Linked DNA regions of Mus musculus: region 1 is linked to region 2. A link is a contact called in public HiChIP or PLAC-seq data. All regions are on one chromosome and are shown on one strand. Each heading gives the region's core, a stretch centred on a gene start, on an enhancer-like site or on the middle of the called end of the contact. The rest is flanking DNA. Distances are from core to core; before and after follow the strand shown.

Region 1 (3,917 bases), core at 1,172-3,671, 520 kb before region 2:
TAAACAAGCTGGGAGGGGGGGGGGCGTTCATTCTTTCTGGTTTTGTGTGTGTGTGTGTGTGTGTGTGTGTGTGTGTGTGTGTGTATCCATGCGTGTCCATGCATGCACATATGGAGGTCAGAGGTTGACACTGGGGTGTCTTCCTCAATCACTTCTCACCCTGCTTTTTGAGACAGGATCTCTCACTGAACCTGAGCTCCCCGTTGCAGCTTTCCAGAGAATTCCAAGCTAGTCTGGGCTAGAGTAAGAAAACCAAAACCCAATTCAAACCAAACCAAAAACCTGGGAGCCATCTCTGAAACACACACACCAGGGAAAGATGGCTCTTCAACCACCTGTGTTGGTGGGAGAAGGAGCCTGGCTTGGATGGACCCTGTTCTCTAAGCAGCAGGATTACCTCCTGCCGTGAACATGTGAAGCTTGTCTCATTTCAGATAAAGCTAATCAGGAAGTACGTGACAGCCTCATTCGCCAGATGAATTTAGGTTAAACCATGTGATAAATGGTGCTGTCAAGCTGAAGACCAGTTACTAAAAACACGCACAGCATCCTTATCTACTGGCTCACATAAAGGGCGACACTCCTCCTGTCTGCACACTCCCTTAGCAGACTGCCTGTGGTGTGCATCACATTCTGGTTGAATGCTTGCTCAATAATAAAGCTCTTTTCTTTTTATAATATCTTTGTGAGAGTTTTTTTCCTCTAAAACCATTTATTTCTACCCATCTTCTTTCCATTTTTCACACATATCTGCTGAAGAATACCTTAGGGTCACCCAGTAGTTGTTCTGACCCATTCAGTGGTCTGAGAAGTGGGAACTGCCAATCATTCTTCCATGACTGGACAGGCATTTCTGTCTTCAGTAGGAAACTTCTGGACGGGCACAGAGGGTATCCACGCACCTTCAGACCAGATGCAGATGGCCACACCACTTCAGGCTGAGCAGCCGTGAGTTCAGGTCCGCTCACCTGACACTCCTCTTTAGTTCTAGCCTGTCATCTGTGCTTGCTCTCCCCTCTCCATCTCTTCATGGTCTCTAGAGGAGTAGAGTGGGCATGACCCCACAGGAGTCCTCATGGGCGATGGTGCCATACATGCCCAGAACTCCCCTAACAAGCACCACCACATCAGACACAGTGAGTGAGTTTCCTTTCTGTTGCGTGTGATGGCAGTGTCCACACAGCGCAGAGGAGAATGTGTCTTATACCGTGCATGGTAGATAGGTTGACATAAGATGCCTCTGTGAGGACCTTGTTGTCAGCCCTTGGGATCAGTCACCACCAGAAGACATGCTTCCTCAAGGCTGCTTGGATCTGGTTAGTGACGGTCCCAGAGTATGATGTGGCTGGCAGATGAATTGACTCCAGCGGCAACAATTGTCCTTGTGGCTCGATGGCCGGTGTTCCTGGAGGAGATGATGCTGACAATGCTGACATCAGCAGGGTTTTCTCGAAGTGGCAGCAATGGCTGGAAATGTCAGCTGCAGATTTGCCCAGGTCCTTTTCAGACTTATCATGCAGATACCATGGCTTTTCTTTCTGTAGAGATGCCATTCCGTCTAGAAATTAAAGTTTGTGCCGCCAAAGTGGGGCCCTGCTCCAAGGGATTTGAGAACGTACTTCTTCATTTGCAGGGTATGGAGGGCTCTGGACTTTGTGTGAGCTTCCCTTTAAGTTATAATGGGAGTCACAACAATGCTGTATGACCCCTCTCTGGTAGTACAGAAAGGCTGAAAGATCTAGGTTGGGATAAGGTTGTAGTTTTAATTAAATTCCTCAGCAACTGTGGTAGTTAGAATGAAAATACTCTCCGTAGGCCCACAGAGAGTGGCACTAATTAGGAGGTGTGGACTTGTTGGAAGAAGTGTGTAATTGGGGGTGAGCTTTGAAGTTTCAAATGCTTAAGCCAGGCCCAGTATCACCCTCTCTGCCTTTTTGCTGCCTTTGGATCCAGATGTAGAACTCTCAGCTCCTTCCCTAGTACCATGTCTGTCTGCACGCCACCATGTTTCCTACTATAAAGATAATGGACTAAAAAACTCTGAAGTGTAAGCTAACCCTAATTAGTTGTTTACTTTTTGTTTATTTATTTATTTATTTATTTATTTAATAAGAGTTGCTGTGGTCATGGTGTCTCTTGACAGCAATAAAGAAACCTAATGAAGGCAAACATCCACTCCTGGGATAATTTTTTTTTTTAAATTACATTTTAAGTATTTTGTGGGGAGGGGGGAGAGGGCAGCACAGAATCTAGGATCCGTAACTTGCTAGGAAATTACTCCAACATTAAGCCATATTCTGAGACCCCTCTCCCCTCAGTTAGATCAGTTAGATAGAATACATAACCCAGGCTGGCCTTGAGCTCACAACAACCCTCCTGACTTTGCCCAAGTGTGTGTCACCATGCCCTGGGGAACAGAACCTTAGATGTAATAAAGTGTTAATCTGGCACACCGCTGGGGCTGAGGCACCCAGGATAGAGACTGTGAAGGGAGCACACACTTTCCTTTTTTGTGTAGCAGCATCTACTCTCTGTAGGGGAAGTGGTTTCCCTTTTACCGCACAAGGCTTTTCTGCCTCAGTACCGGTGAAACACTAGGGAAATGGATTAAATACCACGTATTTTCCTCTGACGTGTGAGTTCTCCTGAAGGTACTGGCAACAAAAAGGTTCGGAAACAGCCTTGTTCTCCACCCTCCACGCACTCATGACTCAGTCTGCAGTCAAGACACAGTAACCTGCCAGGGAGACACATTCCAGGCCTCACCCTGGGAACTGTCTGCAGCCTGAGTGCAGGGGAATCTCGTGCTCCTGGCTTCCATTCCTCTGAGACAGCCTCCAGTGGTGACTACGGATCCAGAAATAGCAGCTGCCCTCTTGAGCCTTGTATCCTCCTGAATTCTGGTAGCTTCATCTCCTCCTCCTCCTCCTCCTCCTCCTCCTCCTCCTCCTCCTCCTCCTCCTCCGTTTCTCTCTCTGCCAAAAGTATGGAGGACATGAGGCGTTTGTCTTTTCATCTGAGTGTCTCCCTGAGTCCTCTTCCTTTTTCTCCTAGGCCCCTTGACAAAAACCTCTCACTTCCAGGATTTATCCCCATCCCTAAGCATCCTGGGAGGGAAGCCATCTGCCGTGAAGGAAGCAAGAGAGGACTAGTTTACATTCCTGACATTCATATCCACTAAGCTGATATAAAGTCTTAGAATTGTTTGCACATTTTCAAGGAATCCTACAGGATCCAAATCTATTGAAAATGACCAGAGGATGAGGGATAGGATGGGAGGAGACAAAAGGGGAAATGGGGAAAGAACATGGGAACACAAGGATAATCTTTCAATAATGTTATCTGAATAATGGCATGAATGTTAAATCCCTAGATGAAGGGAAGTTTGTCAAATGTGAATTGTAGCCTGAGACATTTGCCACCAAAACATTGAGTTTCTATGGTTTGGGCTGAGAAGTTAGAGGAGAGCCACTCTTAATTTATAGGAGACATCTTGGTAAAAACAGTGATTGGGTGTAAGTGTGTGACAAAGTCATGGGGCCTCTATAGCAACTGAATCAAGAGAGTGATACAAGTTTGATGGAGAAGCCATGTCAGCAAATAGCCAGACCAAAGGCAGTATACATTACAAGCAATATAGTGTCATTATAAGGAAACACCCAGAGGTTGAGTTGCTTTACAAAGAAAAATGGACTATTCTGGTTCATAGTTCTGAAGGGTAAGAGACACTGCACTGGATTCTCCTGAGGAAGAGGCCTTGGTGACAGGAATGTGTGCAAAGGGAGACATGACACAGTGAGACAAGAAGCTAGAAAAAGTGCTTTGGGGCGTTGGCCTCACTCCTCTGATTTGTTCTGTGAGAACCTGGAGACTCAGAGTTCTTGGATAACGACCTCTTGTGGACAGAGTTCTTGACG
Region 2 (4,077 bases), core at 108-2,607:
GATGAAGCACCCCAAAGCCACCCCCAAACACTTCGGTTTGCCCCTTTACTACCTTCCTTGGCCTAGAAGCCTAGTTCATCTTCTTTAAAGATCACACAAATAGAATTACAGGGCACACTCATTCATGTTTCAGCTCCTATCAGCAGCTGGTTTTGGGTTTGTTTTTTTTTTTTTTTTCCCCTGAGACAGGGTTTCTCTGTACAGCCCTGGCTGTCCTGGAACTCACTTTGTAGACCAGGCTGGCCTCAAACTCAGAAATCCACCTGTCTCTGCCTCCCAAGTGCTGGGATTAAAGGCGTATGCCACCACCACCTGGCAGCAGCTGTTTTTTGTTTTTGTTTTTGTTTTTGTTTTATTGCTGAGAGCTACTCTGTGTGTGAATACAAGTCCAGCTAAAAACTGACTTATTGATGAACCTTTGACTGGTGTTCAGTTTGGGACTGTAAAAAATGAAGTTACTAAGAAAGTTCTGTTATATACTTTTGTAGGGACCAAAAATTTTGTTGTTGTCATTGTTGTTGTTGTTATAGTCCTAATAGTGGAATTACGGAGTCATGGGCAAAGCATCATGGCATAAATTGTGTTCTCAAAAGCAATCCTACAGTCTCAATCCCATCAAACTAAGAGTAGCCATTGTAGTGGATCCTAATCCAATATGACCCCTTTCCTTCTCAAAGGGAAACTCGGGTGTGTCTACACACAAGGAACCATAGGAAGAGAGTCACCCAGGCACATGCTAGGCTACATGACAGCAGAGGAAGGGGCTGGAGTGACACAGCTGCCAGCTAACCAGTGTTGAGGATTGCTGGTGGCACGAGAAACTCAGGAAGGGACCTGGAATGGATTGAATGGATTCCCTCTCAGAGCCCGGGAGAGAGCAGCAGCCACCAACACTGTGGCATTGGACTTGGAGCCTCCAGGGTGGACGAAGGTGAATGTCTGTGATTGACAGCCACTGTTCTTCACAGCCCTGAGAAACTAAAATGCTGTGATGTCAGCAGCTCCTGCCCTGCAGCTCACCAGGGTGCCAAGTAAGATATTCCTGAGGGAAATGGAAGGATTTGACTTTGGAAGTTGGTGACCTCATCCCCATACTGTTCTCCTCAGGGCAGCTGTTGACCCGTCAGGTCATTTCCAGGCAAATCCTCCGAAGTCATCACTTCTGGCCTAAGATGGAAATGAAGGCTTAGAGAGGGCCGGCAGCCAGCCCAAGGTCACACAGCTGCCAAGTGGTGGGGCCAAGACTGAACACAAACACTGATATTTTAAACAAATGAACCCCGAAGAGCATCCCCACCTAAAAGCGCTTAGTCAGACCACTATAGACAGCTCTTTGGAGCTCCTTCCTCAGTGACTCACCTTGTTTCTGTTCCTGCAATGAGTCAGAAGCCAGACTTTGAGCTTTCTAAAGGACCATATACCCAATAACCCGATGATACCCAAATGACACATGGGAAATTCCTGACCATCCTTTCATAGTATTTTTGAGTCCGTGTGTGTACACCTGTGCACTGGTGCCTGCGTGTACGCTTCCACATGAGTATGGAGGCAAAGGTCAACCTCGAGGACTGATCCTCACAACTCAGCCACCTTGGTTATTCTGAAAGAGGCTGTCTCACTGGACCCTGGAGCTCACCAGCTGGACTAGAGTGTTGGCTAGCTAGTTCCAGGGGTCCCTGTAACTTCTTACCAGTGCTGGAATAAGGAGCACACACACACCTAGCTTTTCACATGGGTAATGGGGCCAAAATTTAGGTCATTTGTTTTTGAGATCGGGTCTTACTACACAGCCCTGGCTGTCCTACAAGTAGTTAGTTATGTAGATCAGACTGATCTCAAACTCATAGAAATCTGCTTGCTTCTGTTTTCCCAGTGCTGGAATTAAAGACTTCCCCAGCTGTCTGGGCTATCTCCTCTGCCCTAATGAGATCCTTTATAAGCCCATCTTCTTCCAGGCCTTTGGTTCAGGCCAAAGAGAGGCTCCACCATCCCTCCTAATTGGAGAGAGCCCTGCCCACCCATTTTGGCCTCTGCACATTTTCAAATAAAGGGGAAAGAAACAGTAAGGGGTGGGATAGAAACAGACCAGAACGACAGCAATAGTTGCCTCACTGCCAAGAAATTGTGTTTAAACAAAACTCATAGAAAACAGCAAACTTGTCCCCTCTGCCCTAGGACACCTGACCCAGACATTAAGACTGTCACCCAGTCTGTGGTGAGACTGTATCCTCTGTGACCAGTACACTCCTTTAACAATTTCACTGGTTTTTAGGTTAAGCATTTCTCATTTTTCTCTAATTCTCTCAGACCCTGTTCCCATCGATGTTTCTTCTTTCCTCCCTGTATCCTTTAGGAACACTTTTTATGTGGCAACCCTGGTGGAGTGAGTGATGCCTCACGACTGCCTCTTGGGGCTCACAAGACTCTTTCATTGCACTTAGCATCTTGAACCAAGGCCTGCCTCTCTCTCTCTCTCCCTCTCTCTCTCCCTCTCTCTCTCTCTGCCCTCCCCCCAACCTCCCTGCATGCTAGGCAAGTGCTCTGACAAGTAGCTGCACCCCCAGTTCTTCTCCCACAGTGGCTCCATCTGCTTCCAAGATGCTGTGTCAGTTTCTCCCCCCGCATCTCACTCTGCCTCTGCGATAACCCCGTTCTTACCTATTGCAAGCATCATCTCCTGAAAACAAATAAGTATCTTCCCTCTTTTTCTTTTTATGACTTTTAAGGGGAAAGGGTAAGCTTAACACATAAGATATATGTTCTGTCTTCCTGTCAGAGTTCATTGTACTCCTGAACACAGCACCTGCTGTAAGCCAGGATCTGCTCTAAGTCCAGATACACATTCATGCATCGAAATTCTCCAACAGCCCTAGGAGGTCGGCATTACCACACTGGTGTCTCCTCAAGGTTGTTCTTTCTCCTGCTCTTGAAAGACTCCTAGAGGAGCCCCTCGCTCAGGTCTCAGGACAATAGCGGACACCCAAGAACTCACGATAGACCGAGCTTGTTGCAAACCACATGAGGCTTTATTCGGGGAAAGCCAGAGCTCTGGGGATGACTCATATCCCACACAGGGGTAGAGGAGTCGACCTCGAGGGGAAAGAGGTCCCAGTTTTTATAGGCCCTCAGGGGAGAAAGGAGAAGGGGGGAGTAGGGGATTTCCAGATCTAAACAATGTTTATTCTCAAGAAATGGATATGGGAGGGGTACAAGGAAAGAGTCTGGTGCAGGTGTAGCAACTCAGGATTGGCCGGGCTGTGGTTGCTGGGGAGATTTTCTGACTCTTTCTCAGCAACCAATATCACAAACACCTGGCAATGGGCTTCATCAGTGGGCACACACATGGGTTCAAGGAATGGTCAAAACATTGGCAGACACATGGGTTCAAGGAGTGGCCAAAGCATTGTGCACCTCTATTTTTCTAAATCAGTGAAGCTAGTTCTGCTAACACTGACATCTATCTTGCCAATCTCAGGGCTTCTGTGTCCTTTTACATTCTGTCAGGATCTTTCACTCTTACTCTGCTTCACTGTTAGTGGGGAACCCTTCTCCAGCCCCACTGACTTGCTATGCCTGTGAAATCCGTGTGAGAACAGTGTGCCCCATGTGCTACTTACAAGCTTGAGTATTTTGTTATTGTGTTGTTTTGGTTTTGGGTTTTTTGGTTGGTTGGTTTGGTTTGGTTTGGTTTTTTGTGTACAGGGTTCTCTGTGTAGCCCTGGCTGCCCTAGAACTCACTCTGTAAGGACTAGCAAGCCTGTAAGTATCATTCTTCCATGGCCTCTGCTTCAGTTCCTGCCTCCAGGGTCCTGCTCTGACTTCCCTTCATGAAGTACAAGCTGTAAGCTGAAATCCTTTCCTTCCCAAGTGGCTCGTGGTCACGGTGTTTATCACAGCAATAGATGCCAAACCAAGACAGATGCGTCCGATAAATCAGCCTGGATTTCTTTTACCTGGTAGATGTGTCCATAGTCCAACAGGATGAACACTGCAGTTTTGTCCAGTGTTCACCATCACAAACAGCTATAACGAGCGTTCCTCTGCGTGTTTCCTTTTGGATATCAAGTTTTTCTAGGG

Evidence for each region. HiChIP or PLAC-seq counts read pairs in DNA pulled down with a chosen protein or histone mark.
Region 1: a contact with region 2 is called in a FOXA1 HiChIP or PLAC-seq map of pancreatic cancer cells. The contact joins two enhancer-like sites.

Annotation. Positions count from the first base shown.
Region 1 is chr2:131,901,820-131,905,736 of GRCm38.p6, reverse strand. It overlaps the pseudogene Lamr1-ps1. Among named protein-coding and RNA genes, the nearest start is that of Prn, 6.2 kb to the left of the region's middle. Within about 2 kb of position 2,421, at least 167 of the 459 cell types and tissues checked have an H3K27ac peak or open chromatin away from gene starts, as enhancers often do. A contact at or near this core is called in pancreatic cancer cells, where this site is marked.
Region 2 is chr2:131,383,856-131,387,932 of GRCm38.p6, reverse strand. No RefSeq gene overlaps it. Among named protein-coding and RNA genes, the nearest start is that of Rnf24, 33 kb to the right of the region's middle. Within about 2 kb of position 1,357, at least 41 of the 459 cell types and tissues checked have an H3K27ac peak or open chromatin away from gene starts, as enhancers often do. A contact at or near this core is called in pancreatic cancer cells, where this site is marked.